2 separate regions of the Mus musculus genome follow, and region 1 is linked to region 2. The links are chromatin contacts, called in public Hi-C maps. All regions are on one chromosome and are shown on one strand. Each heading gives the region's core, a stretch centred on a gene start, on an enhancer-like site or on the middle of the called end of the contact. The rest is flanking DNA. Distances are from core to core; before and after follow the strand shown.

Region 1 (6,768 bases), core at 3,868-6,367, 220 kb after region 2:
TTTCATGGGGTGCATGGGTCCTGTGTTCAAATTTTTTTATTTTTGGTTTTGCAAAAGACAGGGCGTTTCTGTGTAGCACTTGCTGTCCTGGAAGTTTCTCTGTAGACCAGACTGGCCTCAAACTTAGGGCCACTACCACCTGAATATGAAGATATTTGAGTTAACTTAAAGCAATTAAAAAAAAAAAAAAGGCACACTAGCCTGGAACTTGTCTCTGCCTCTGCAGGGCTGGGTTTAAAGGAATGCAACTCCAAACCTTGCTGTAGTGTGTAGTGCCTTTTATTAAGGGTTTCTCTTAATAAAAGATTTCTAGGTCTTTATTTAGTTCTGGATGCTCTCTACTGTGTTAAATTAGTTGACATTTTTACTAGTGTTGCATTGTTAGGAATAAAATCAAGAGTATTTTATGTGAATTTTATAACTTTTCTAGGTCTTATAAGTTTATTCTTTCTTAAAATACCCTGTGCTGGCCGTGCTCTGAAGAGGAATGCCCTTTCCTTCTCTTTGTTTATCGCCGCAAGGTTGTGTTAATTGTAGCCTTTGGTTTCTAGGATCCACTTAGCTTTGTGGAGACAGGTTGGGCTTCAGTCTCAGCTCTGGTTCTTAAGTATGCAAGTTTGGTTTCTCATGGGTGTGTCCTGAGAGTTTACTAGGGCTGTGATACAAGAAGAATTTTACAAAGTAGGCACCCACTTTTTATGCTCTTGGTCTAGGCAATACTGAAGTGAATCATGTCTGGTGAAAATCTTCTGTATTTTTGTCTGCTGTATGTGGAAGCTTTGAAGAGGCTCTGACTTCTTTAATCCTGGCAAATGCACACTAAAGTATCTATTTGCTGAATGTAACTGGTCCATGAAGTACCTTCAAATGCCTTTTCCAAAGAATCTGGTTTCTATTAATGAATTCATATATATTTATATACTAGGAGAACAATTCATTTTTTATTACACAGTAGCTATGGCAGGTGTCAGAAACTCCTGTTGTTAATACTAATGGCAGTCAGCATTTAACTTTTTTTCTTTACTGTCTGCTGTCTTGTGGTTTTTCAACTAGTTATTCTTAATTGTCATGTATAGTAGAAATAATTAAATCCATGCTGCTCCTCCTCTTATGAATGTTTGCACCTCTTTTAAGTTTTCTTGGCTTTCTCACATTCTGGTTTCAATTATGCTGATGTGTCTCTGGTCTGTAGGGCAGATTAGTGGCTTTGGTGTGGCCTTGCTGCATTTCCCTCAGCTCTCCTGCAGTTGGTTGATGACCCACGTGTCATGTCCTCACTATCACCATAAGGCTTGCTTCACCTGGGCCCCGTGTATACCATAATAGACACACACAGCTGAGTGTCAAGTGCAGAGGGAGTCAGCTTAGCTTAATTAGAGCAGTGAAAATGGACTGTTTGCTTAAAGCTGTATTGTACTCTTTGTTATTTATTATACACCTAAACTTTTAGAAGGTGAACATTTAGGAATTAAGCAATAAGTAATAAAAAAATGAATGAAACGACCTTTTAGAAAGGGTCTCTTCACTGAACATGGAGACACCAATATAAGTAGAGTTAGGTGAACAGCAAGCCTGAGGGATCCCCCTGTTTCCAACTCCCTAACATTAAGATTGTAATGTGGTGACCAGCTTTTTATGTGAGGATTTGTGTGTCCTGACTCAGGGTCTCATGCTTGGTTGACGAACAATTTACTGATCAGAGTATTTCTTCAGCAACAAGTAAGTATTCTTAAATGGATTTTTGTAGTATACGGAGGCAAATCAATTGAAAACTGGCTAATTAAGACCACAAAACAGCATTTGTACAGAAGCAGAATTTTAAGTTAATAGTGTGTGCTTTAGGGATGGAAATATTTCCAGTGAGACAACGACCACTTCTTGTTCTTTTTTCTTCTTCTTCTCCTCTTCCTTTTTTCTTCTCCTCCTTCTTCCTCTTCTTTTTTCCTCCTATTTCCTTCCTTCCTTCCTTCCTTCCTCCCTCCTCCTCCCCCCCCCCCCCCCCCGATACAGGACTTCTCTGTGTAGCCTTGGCTGTCCTGGCACTCACTCTGTAGACTAGGCTGCTCTGAAACTCAAAAATCCGCCTGCCTCTGCCTCCCAAGTGCTGGGATTAAAGGCGTGCACTACCACTGCCCGGGTCCAGTGAGACTTCTTAACTTACAGCATAACTAATGTTCATGACTTTTGACCTTGAAGTTTATATTGATTTCTTAGCTATGCAGGATGTAATTCCTGTTTTAGGTCTTAGTTTCTACTCAAAGATGGGACTTCCTTTTGGTGTGGTGGTAGCTGCTAAAGAAAAAATGTTCCATTTGAAAGTGGAACTCTGTGGGCAGGTACATTTTTAGTGTTTCCATTTACTATCATAGTCACATTCTATGTTCCAGTTTATGCCTGTGTGAGAGAAGTGGGCCTAATTGGGTTAGTCCGAAAGAGTGGTTTCACTAAAGAGCTATTTCCATGTTGGAAAATTCCCATTTCTATTTAAAGGGTTGTTCATTCTGGATGTAGAGGACAAATTAAAGAGTACTGTTTTAGAAGTGTGGCTGGATTTTTTGGCATTGGCAGCCTGATAATTACAGTTTTTGCCCAAGAGCTTTGAATTCTGACTGTTTTGCTTGGAAGATCTTCTGAGGAAAAGCTGAAGGATAAGGGACCTGGGTACCAGGAAAGGGAGGATTAGGCTGTAGTGTTTTGGTAGTGCTTTGTTGAATAAATAGGATAGCTCTCCTGGGGATTCCCATCACCAGGCAAGAGAAATGGCACTGTCTTATTTTGTCTATTTGTTTTCATGGATACATCATCTTTTGTAAGTAAAAATATGAGTATTGTCTGTTCTCATCAATAATGAAGAAAATAGAGCATACCTCCAGCTAGTAATGGTAAGCAATAATGTCTGAAAACCAGACATTATTGTGAATAAATCAGTCATTTGTCCGTTTTACTCACACACAGCTACTTCTTCACACCTTCCTTCTACAAGGTGGCAAAATTCTGTTGGATCAGGTTAATGAAACAGGTGGCCTGGGTTATTTTTAGCCCTATCCTTCTCATGAACTGTTACTCTTTCTAGATTTCTCTTTCATGTGAAATGAATTGACATGTTAAATTTAGGTTTATAGTGTGATGTAGTGTTCTGTTACTAGAAGTACAAACCATTTATGTCACAAGCTTAGATGTTCTTGGTCAGGGCTGGGGAGATGGCTCTTTGCTTAAGTGCACAATCTGCTCTTCCATAGTTCAATTCCCAGCAACTGCATGGTGGTTTTATCTATACTGGGATCTGATGCCCTCTTCTGGCATGCAGGTGTACATATACACACAGGGCACTCATGCATTAAATAAAGAAATCTTTTAAAAATGTCTCTGATTTACAGATTTTTTTTTTTGTGGCCAAGCAATATTCCATATTAATTTGTGTCCATGCCCTCCCATCCCCCATATTGAATAACTTAGGAGTTCTGCCTGGAAGTTTCTCAGGCTTCTGCACTCTTGCTGTGTGGTCAGCTCATGTGTACATGTATACTTTCATGTAGTGTATCATGTGTACTCTTTTGGCACTGGTGGTTGCTTCTGTTGGTAGGTAAGAAAAGACACATCCTTATTTCTCTGCTCTCATGCTTCTTCAAGGCTGCCCAGGCTCATTTTTCTGATCATCGATGATTCTTGGCTCTCTCTTTAAACTCTGTTAGCTCCATTTCACACCTCTCATTAGCTTCTCATTCCTCAGTCCAGAGTAGATGCTCAGAACCATATAGCACTGAATTCTGTTCCTCCTCCTGCCATGCATACTTATTACTACGGATTCTTACTATCAGGAACGTTGAGATTAATAACTAATCATAATAAAACAGTAGTTATACTTTATTAGAATTAGTATGAACTACTTAGGATGCCTAGAGTGAAAATACTGTATAAAAGTATGATTAATTTATATATCATGGGCATACCTGCTCAATGGTGTAAGATTTCATCATTTTTCTAAGAATGATAATAAGGTATTTAGTTACATAATTTGCCATACGAGAAGTGTATTTTTGAGCTGGCAAATGAAAATGGTTTTGTCATTCTTGAAGTTGCTGCTTTAGTTTTCTTTCATGTGTACGTGGTGTTGTTGTTGTGCCAGAATGTATTTCTGTGCACCCAGTGCATGTATGTAGTGCCTGCAGGAGTTGTTAATTTTGGCAACTTTTACAATTAGTATCTATTTTTATTTCTAAAGAAAAACACTGTACTGAACTGGAGGATTTTAAATACTTCAAATATATATTGGGTTTCTCTAGGCTGTTTTTTTCTCTCTTTTTAAAAACAGTCCTAATCAACTCTGCCATCTTTCACATGTACAGAGTAAGTAGTAGCTCAGTAACTTGTACAAGGAAGAGCAGTTGCCCATATAAACTGTAGACTTTGCACACTTAAATACATCTTTCCCATTTCTTTAAGTCTTGTTTCTTGAACTCAGATAAATGTATTAATTAAATCATGCCAGCATTTTCTGAGATTTCTATAGGAGACTAGGAACTCTAAATGTCACATTATTGTGACATTGTCCTTCCTGCTTCCTGACAGTATGTTTTCATGTGGAGACACACATTGGATTCTGTTGTTGGTACCAATGCAGCAGAGAATGTATACATACATTGGGAGGTCGGAGTGAGATTCACAAAAGACATGTGCGGTCATCTCTTGGTGTAACCTCCTGTCTTGAATTTGTTCATTTGTTTGTCCCAATATATAGGGAGCAGAAAATCTGTGGTTTCCTATTCAGGCACTGCTTCTGACAGTGAAGGGAAAGGAAGCTGTGAAAGGTAGCACAACAGATATTTTAGGGTGTGAAAGGCAGTTGTCTTTCAATTAGAGATTTTATATTGATAAAAAGCATTCTTGGAGTCCAGGAAATCATTAGTTTGGACATGTGTGTCTTAGTCATTTTGAGTATGCAGTCTGAACATACGTTTACAATGAAGATGATTTGTGTGGACATGGGTTTGATTCTGGCTTGTTGCTTGTTTGGTATCTTGACTATTGATTGGGAGAATAGGCAAGCTGCTTTTCAAAGCACAGTTTCTCATTCTCACCACAGTGTAGTTTCCTGTTTTTCACATCTTGACTAAATGATTATGGTTGTTGGAGCATAGCAACTTGTGTGGAGTGGCATTTGTTTGTGATTTTGCTTTGGGTTTGTTTCTACACTAACTAGGCCTACTGAGTACCTTACTTAATTACAATAGAAACCTTGTACCCATCTGAGAAAGCTCTCATCTCTCGTCAGGGCTCTTATTTGGACTTCAAAATGTTAGGTCTGAGGGAAGCACTTTAGAGACAGAAATGTACAGGGTACATTTTATTCTAAAACAGTATACTGTCCAATACTAAGTCTGCGAACAATGTTGCAGAGCTTAGTTGTCTGCCTAGATGCAGGAAGCATCACGGTTGAATGATTTACCCTTCCATCCTCTTCATTGAGAAATGAGAACAGCCAGGAAACCCCTGAGCCAATTCTCCATATCTACCCACATCTGTTATGATTTCAGCGCAGGGGCTTCTTTCCAGTGCTCTGTCTGTAGTGCCCCGTCCGTTACAAGGGAGATATGGCTTGTATCACACAGATCCTTATGGAAGGGGTAGGGTGCAGGCAGGAGAGGAAAACGAACTCTGGTACTCATGCGTACTTGCGGGGTGTGTGCGTGTGTGTCTCTGCAAAGCCGGGTACGTAGGCAACCACTGGAAGCTAAAGAGTGCTAGAAGTTAAGTTCTTTGAAAGTAGCTGAAAACAAAAAAGACCAAAGTCAGTCACCCAGGAAAAGAGGTGATAACGCACACATGTAACAACACTGTTTTGACTTCTAATATTACACTAACTTTTTTTGAGTGTAGAGACACTTTGAGAAAACCTGTATTCTTGATCAACAGGCTATTACAGACTATAGATGGGCATACACCGACACGGGTCATAGTTAACAAGTGGCCATTTAGATGCCTTCATAATGTCAAAAAACAGATTTTTATAGAGTGTGGGTCCAAATTTGAAATGAACAAATTACTTTACTTGAATTAGCTTTGGGGGCTCCTTTGAATTTCTTTGAGTCTCCTCCAATACCTCTCCCCCCTTTTTTTTTTTTTTTTTTTTTTTTTTAAGATTTATTTATTGATTATATGTAAGTACACTGTAGCTGTCTTCAGACACTCCAGAAGAGGGAGTCAGATCTCTTTACGGATGGTTGTGAGCCACCATGTGGTTGCTGGGATTTGAACTCCGGACCTTCGGAAGAGCAGTCGGGTGCTCTTAACCACTGAGCCATCTCACCAGCCCCAACCTCTCCCCCTTAAGGAAGAGAAATGTATTCTCTAAAGAAAGTTAAAACAGTTTAGACTTGGTTGTAGAATACTTTGGAAAAGTAGCATTTGAATAAGAAAAGAAGATCTGCTAAAGTAAAGTAGGCAAAGGGAAAGAGGTGTAAGAGAGAGGAGAGAGAGGCAGAGTCAGCCCTGCTGACCGCAGCGGGGAGGGATCCATAAGAACCTTGTATTTAACCTTGTGAACATGGGCTCCTCCTCCCCTTTCTGCATATTTGGTCAGCAATCTCACAACCCCGTCCTTTTGAGTTGTGAGTCTAAATTACAGGGGCAACTGTGGACATACAGCTTTAAACACATTTCAGACGAACTTGTACTTTGTTTACAGTGGCTGCACTAATAATTCCTTTGCATTCACTACTTTTTGCAGTCTTGATTGAAGGAAAGTAATTAGTTTTGTTTTGCATACAA
Region 2 (6,393 bases), core at 2,956-5,455:
GACATGATATCCTGCTCTGCTCCAAGATAAGAGCATCACGTACTATCTTCTCCTCTTTCTTAAGACTTAATCCAGGGCACTGGAGAGGTGGTCCAGCTTGCTAATCTTCCAGAGGATCCTAGTTTGGTTCCTAGAACTCACACCAGATGGCTCACAACCTCCTGTAACCCCATCTCCAAGAGAGCCAGCGCTGGACTCCACAGGTAGCCACACAGACACCATACACATAAACAACAACAACAACAAAAACTTTAAAAAATCCCAGCAGGTCCTGCCTGTCACCTGGACAAGAGATCACCCTCATGAAGGCTGATTCGCCTAAGCCCATGGTAAAGAGATGGGCGATAAACACCCTAAGCACTGCCAGGTGGCCCGAGTAACTTTCTCTTTTCCTTCCTTCTGTCTTTTCCTTTCAGACACTGGCTAAAGCCTGGGGCCCTTTCCTTGACCCTCAGGGCCTTTGTTCTCTCTCTAAAGCTGCCCACACCCCATCCTACCTTGCAGCTCTGCCATGAGCTCAATCACTCTGCCTGCCTGCCTGCCTTCACAGACTCCACTGGAAACCCCGTGGCTTTCTCTCTTCCTCTTCTCAGTATCTTCTCTCCTGACGGACGCCAGAATTTACGGCTTGCCTATCCTGTTGTATTTCTCTCCTGGGTGTGGTACGACAGATGGAACCCTGGAGCCAGAGCTTTATGCTTGTTCTATCACAGTCTTAGGTCCTCATTCTCCGTCTCTGGTTCATCTCTGTATCTCTGTGTCTGTCTCTGTCTCTGTCCCTCCTCCTCCCTCTCCCTCTCCCTCTGCCCCTGCCCCCTCTGGAATCTATGACCAGTCTGGTATTGTCTCCCAAGATCAAGGAATTTGAAGAGGGCTGGCCTCTCAGATCTGGGCTCTCACTTCCTGTTCCTCCCTGTTCTCAGTATCACAGACCCCTCACCTCCATTTCCAGAGTCACTGTAAGTACACGCCTCCTGCCTTTCAACCAGACTTCCCAAAGGTATGCAACCCGTGGATCTGAGGATGGGCAAAGGAGGGAGCCCATTCCATCGCTCAGGTCCCCCACCCCCACCCCCCAGCCAGCCCTGATCCACCCTAATCTGCTCAGCACCAGGGTACCTACCACCTGCCTATCACCTGAGGCCTGGCCCCAAACTTCCCCGGGCACCTCCTGACACTCCTCACCTCTCCCCTCCATCACTGCACACACTTCCTCGTCTCTTCTTGAGCAGAGCTGTGCAAGGATCTCCTAGATCCAAATGAAGAGATTTGCTGTCACATTTCACCTACAAAGCAGTCTCTCACTGTCCTCTGCCAAGCTAAAAGCTACTTAATGTCACAGAGAAATTCTGACAGGCCCTCAGGGGAGAGGGGTAAGCAACTGCCTTCCTGTGGGTCACAAAAGTACTTTCACCTCCACTGTAAAGCTCTTGCAAACTTTCACCCATAGCATGTTTAAAAAGAAAAAAAAAAAAAGTGCTCATGTAACTGTAGGGTAATGGTGTGACTTCACCTTGGGGACTGTTTGGCAATGTTTAGAGATACTTCGTATTGCCACAACTGGAAAGAAGTTGTGGCCTAAACTGAATAGAAGCCAGGTAGGTTGGTAACACTAAGGTGAGACACCCTGCTATATGGGCCAATGGGCATCAGGAGTAGTAACTTAGCCCAAGTACCCTGTCAGGATTATGAACCTGTAATCCCAGCATTCGGGAGATGGAGACAAGGGAATCCCAGGTTAGAGGCCAGCCTGGTGATAAGCAAACCAAAAAATGACAACAGATAAGCTACTCTCTTGCCCCTGCTTTTAAAAGGGGACCAGCCAAGGCTAGGCTTCTGAGCCTGAGGACCCCAGTGCAGCCTCTGGGTGGAAGGAGAGAAAGGACTCCTGCAAGCTGTCCTCTGTCTACCAGTGCCATGGCACACAAGAATCCATATATATATATATACACTAACTAACTAATTAATTAACAACCAAAAGTAGGACCAATCAAGAGAATCTATTCCCTTCACTTTAGCAGAATAACAACAGCCCCAACTAAGAAATACCAAGTACTGTGCTTCTAAGAACCTCTGTAGGGTATTAATTTTTAAAAATTTTTTACGCATTTATTATTGTGATTGTGTGTGTGTATGTGTATGTGTGTGTGTGAGAGAGAGAGAGAAGAAGAAGAAGAAGAAGAAGAAGAAGAAGAAGAAGAAGAAGAAGAAGAAGAAGAAGAAGAGGAGGAGGAGGAGGAGGAGGAGGAGGAGGAGGAGGAGGAGGAGGAGGAGGGGAAGGGGGAGGGAGGAGGAGGGGAAGGGGGAGGAGCAAAAGGAGGGGGAGGAGCAAAAGGAGGAGGAGGAGGATGGTGCATGACCATGTTGAGAGTGGAGGACAACTTTGTAGACTCACTTCTCTCCTTTCCCGTTCACATGGGTTCTGAGGCTCTAACACAGGTCTCCAGGCTTGCATTAGTGAGAGCCTTCATTGGCTGAGCCATCTCACCGGCCCCTGTCATCTCTCTTTAAAGGATGTGGTCTGGTGGAGTAGCCCAAGGAGAGAAATTGACAGACCCCATGTACTTTGAAGTAAAGCTGAGTGAGTCAGTCCCGAAGGCAGGAAGGCAGGAAGGCAGGCAGGAAGGCAGGCAGGCAGTTCTCACCAGCATTCCGTTCACACAGGAGACTTCATCCTCCTCTTGCTGAGCAGAGAGGCGATAAGGGAAACAGAAGGTTTGACTGAAGCAACTCACCCTAAATAGTAAAGACCTATGCTTTCTTTGGGGATTTTTGTTGTTGTTGATGATGATGATGGTGGTGATGATGGTTGGTTAGGGGTTTGTTTCTGTTTCTTTGGTTGGTTGGTTGGTTGGTTGGTTGGTTGGTTGGTTGATTGATTGATTGATTGGTGGTTTTGAGACTCTACACCACTCTGTAACCCAGGCTGCCCTAAAACTCACGATTCTCCTGCCTTGCCCCTAGACCCTGGAATGACAGGCATGTCTCATCAAACCCCCAGCACTTTTGTGTTTTGTAGACAGAGCTTCAAAGTGGAGGTCTCACTCAGGTGGCTTGGGATTTGTTCTTCTGTCTTTCTTCCTCCGTTCCATCGTGGGCCCTAGGCTGGCCTGGAACTTGCTGGACAGCCTCGAGTGATCTAGAACTCCTGATCTTGCTGCCTCTACCTGCTGGAATTACAGATCCTGCCGTTACAGGGATGGGCTACACCTGGCTTATGCCATGCTGGGCATTAAACTCTGGATCTAGTGCATGCTAGGAAGCATTCTACCAGCTGAACTATAGACACAGTCCCTGGGATCTGACCTTTAAAAGTGATTAATCACTGTGATCCCTAGTAAATCCCAGGTCGGCCTGTTCTACAGAACAAGACTATATCAAAAAAGAAAAAAGGAAGGAAGGGAGGGAGGGAGGGAGGGAGGGAGGGAGGGAGAGTAATCATGTTATTGATGCATTAAGTATATTTTAAGTATAGTTTTTGAGTGTAGGAGGTGTGACAAGGTCTTGCTGTGCAGCTAAAGATGACCTTGAACTCCTGATCCCCCTGCCTCCACCTCCTAAGTGGTAGAATCACAGATATGCAACCACAAAAAAATATAGTAATCATCATATTTAAGGATGTATTTTTCTTTGTTGTTTTTATGTCTTTTTGTCATGCTTTTATTATTGTTGCTTAACATCTATCTATGTGTTTGTTTGTTTGGGGGGGTGCTCCCTGGACCTGTCAGGGTGTGTGTAGATGGAGGTCAGAGGAGAATTTGTAAGCCAGTTCTGTCTTTCCACCATGTGGGGTCCAGGGAGCCCGCTCAAGTCAAGTTTGGTTGCAAGCACCTTTATCTGCTTAACATCTTCCCAGCCCTTATTTTTGTTGTTTGTTTGTTATTTGTTTGTTTTGTTAAAGCTGCATCTTTAAATACCAGACAAGAGGAGTCCACCCCAGATGATTCTGTAGTGACTCTTACTATGCGTTTATAGAAGAGTTCCCACTAATTTTATATGATCTCCGAGCGGGGCAGGAGGAGCGAGAAAAGCATACTTCCTGTTTGACTTTATGATGCTACCCTGACCCCCATCCAGACAAAGACCACATAGAAGAACTTCACCCAGCCAACAGGGAGGAGCCACAGCCCAGCCCTGTCCTCACCAGCAGCCACAGGACTTAGTCCCTTCCCCCTCAGTGACCCTCACTCAGGGAAAGCCACATCCTTGACTCCACCACAGAAACTTCAAGATGAATCAGCCTGAAGCAAAGGAGTGGGTTTTATCCGGTGTCCACACAGAGGGTTGTATGAGAAAATAACAGTGCACAGCAAAGAAAAGGTGAGGTTTCCTGGAGAGGGACTGTCACACTTAGTTGTCACATTTAGAGGGTCACATACTGCCTTGGCTTTATAAATTACATTGCTTGAGGGATATAATTCACAGCGAGCTTTAAGGATTAACCGACATTTAAAAGTTGAGTGAAGTTTAAAGATTAAGTTGAAAAACAAAATAAGCTGGCTTATCTATTTCTCTTTTATGAATGAAATTATCAGGTGTTTTTACAAGTGTTAACACAGTTTAAACTCAGGCCACACTCATGCTGGCCATGAACCTGCCCACCAGTGTTCCTCACATCCTGGTTTGAGATGCCCTAGGAAAGAAGACTCAGTGGGCAACCTTGGTTTTATCAGCGGCAATGAAGCTTCCTGTCTCTCATCAGCAGGGAGCAAACTAGATCCCAGGGCTAGGAGCTTCGTTCCTTCCCTGTTCTCTTGATTTCTTGTCTGTCTTTCTGCCCTGCCTTGTGACCACTGACCATACTCTCAGTAATATAGACGCAGAAAATCCTTAACAACATTGCAACAGACAACCAGGCAACCATGACATACACCTGTAGTTCTGGCATTTCAAAGCCCACACAGGAAGACTTTGAGTTCCAGAGCAGCCTGAGACCTTGTTCCAAAAAGAAGAAGGAGGAGGAGGAGGAGGAGGAAGAGGAGACAGAATCATTCAATATAAAGTAATCTTTAACAGAATTCAACGTCTATTTATGATAAAACAGAAAAAATATGAACAGAAAGGGGCGAGAAAATTTCCAACTTGATAAAAAGCACCCTCAGGGAAATATATAGTGAATTGTATAGTAAATGTGACACTTAATGATGAAAAGGTTTCCCCTAAGATCAAGAACACAGCCACAGCAGCTACTCCTCCCCTTCTTGGTGCTAGGAACCTATCTCCGGGCCTGGAGAGAGATGTTGTTGCTCACTGCATTCAGCATAGCTTTTTCTCAATGCTTAATACTGAACCCGGGACCTTGTGAATGCTAAGCCAGTGCTAACTCTCCCTCTGAGCTACGCACAGCCCAACCCAAAGGAACAAGAGGTTGAGCTTGGTGTGAGTGTGTGTGTGTGTGTGTGTGTGTGTGTGTGTGTGTGAGTGTGTGTATGTGAGTGTGTAAGAATGTGTGTGTGTGTGTGTGGATTGTATTAGGGATCAAATAAAATATCCTGTAGATGCTAGCTAGGCAAGCTCTCTACCATGAGCTAGATCCACAACTCTCTATATATTTAGGCAGACAGACAGACAGATTATAAGGGTTAAAAGCATCATTCTCTGAAGAATGTATTAATAAAATAAAATTAGGTTGTTGAGCACGGTTATTCATGTCTTTAATGCCAGTGTTTGGGAGGCAATTTGAGGCTAGCCTGGTCTACACAGTCAGTTTCCAGGCCTATATAGTGAGACCCTGTCTCCAAAAAGAAAAATTTTGACCAGTTAGTTCAGACATTCTCTCTCTCTCTCTCTCACACACACACACATATACACACACACACACACAAACACATGAGTCTTCCTCATACTTAGAAAGCTGGAGAATTTCAGACCAGCTTAGGTTATGTAAAAAGATCTGACCTTAAAAACAATCTCAAGTTTTAAATTTTTTTTTAAAATATGATCTAATGACAAGGGAGTCAGAACACCGCTCCATGAGAAATAAATGATACACATAGAAAGTGCAACGGGAGAGGAGTGTGGATCCCAACTGAGGTAGAGATAAACACAAACACGGAGCCACCGGAGCCACGGAATCCGGAAGGAGCTGGAAACATGAGGCACTTCTCAGCGCTGAGCAGAGAAGAGTCTGCCAGCCAACACAAACATCCAGTTGACTGGGCAAACATATTCCTTGCTGATGGAGGATGTTTCGAGGGGCAGACACCATGCCACAGAAATAAGCCCTCCAGGAGATCCAGTTTCCTCTGCTCTGCTCCGTATTCATCAAGTTATTTCTGATCTTAATTTGATTTCTGATGGCTTTCTCACTGGAAAAGAAGGAGCTGGGGAGACCAGTCCACTAAATGATTATGTTTTCTTCGCTTACAACCCTCCCATGGCTTTGTAGAATTG

The links. Hi-C and Micro-C count contacts between places; a contact is called where the count stands out from the background.
Region 1: a Hi-C map of CD8 T cells shows a contact between it and region 2, with 2.1 times the contacts expected there. The contact joins two enhancer-like sites. A contact is called at or near these places in 1 of 484 Hi-C or Micro-C datasets (CD8 T cells) and 4 of 115 datasets of contacts at active chromatin or transcription factors (acute myeloid leukemia, effector CD8 T cells and embryonic stem cells).

The regions. Positions count from the first base shown.
Region 1 is chr13:44,806,119-44,812,886 of GRCm38.p6, forward strand. All of the region lies in intron 1 of Jarid2 (jumonji, AT rich interactive domain 2), which reads left to right. Among named protein-coding and RNA genes, the nearest start is that of Jarid2, 78 kb to the left of the region's middle. Within about 2 kb of position 5,118, at least 18 of the 459 cell types and tissues checked have an H3K27ac peak or open chromatin away from gene starts, as enhancers often do. A contact at or near this core is called in CD8 T cells and effector CD8 T cells, where this site is marked.
Region 2 is chr13:44,583,861-44,590,253 of GRCm38.p6, forward strand. The region is part of intron 2 of Gm40931 (a long non-coding RNA gene); the gene reads right to left. Among named protein-coding and RNA genes, the nearest start is that of Gm34276, 18 kb to the left of the region's middle. Within about 2 kb of position 4,206, at least 32 of the 459 cell types and tissues checked have an H3K27ac peak or open chromatin away from gene starts, as enhancers often do. A contact at or near this core is called in CD8 T cells and effector CD8 T cells, where this site is marked.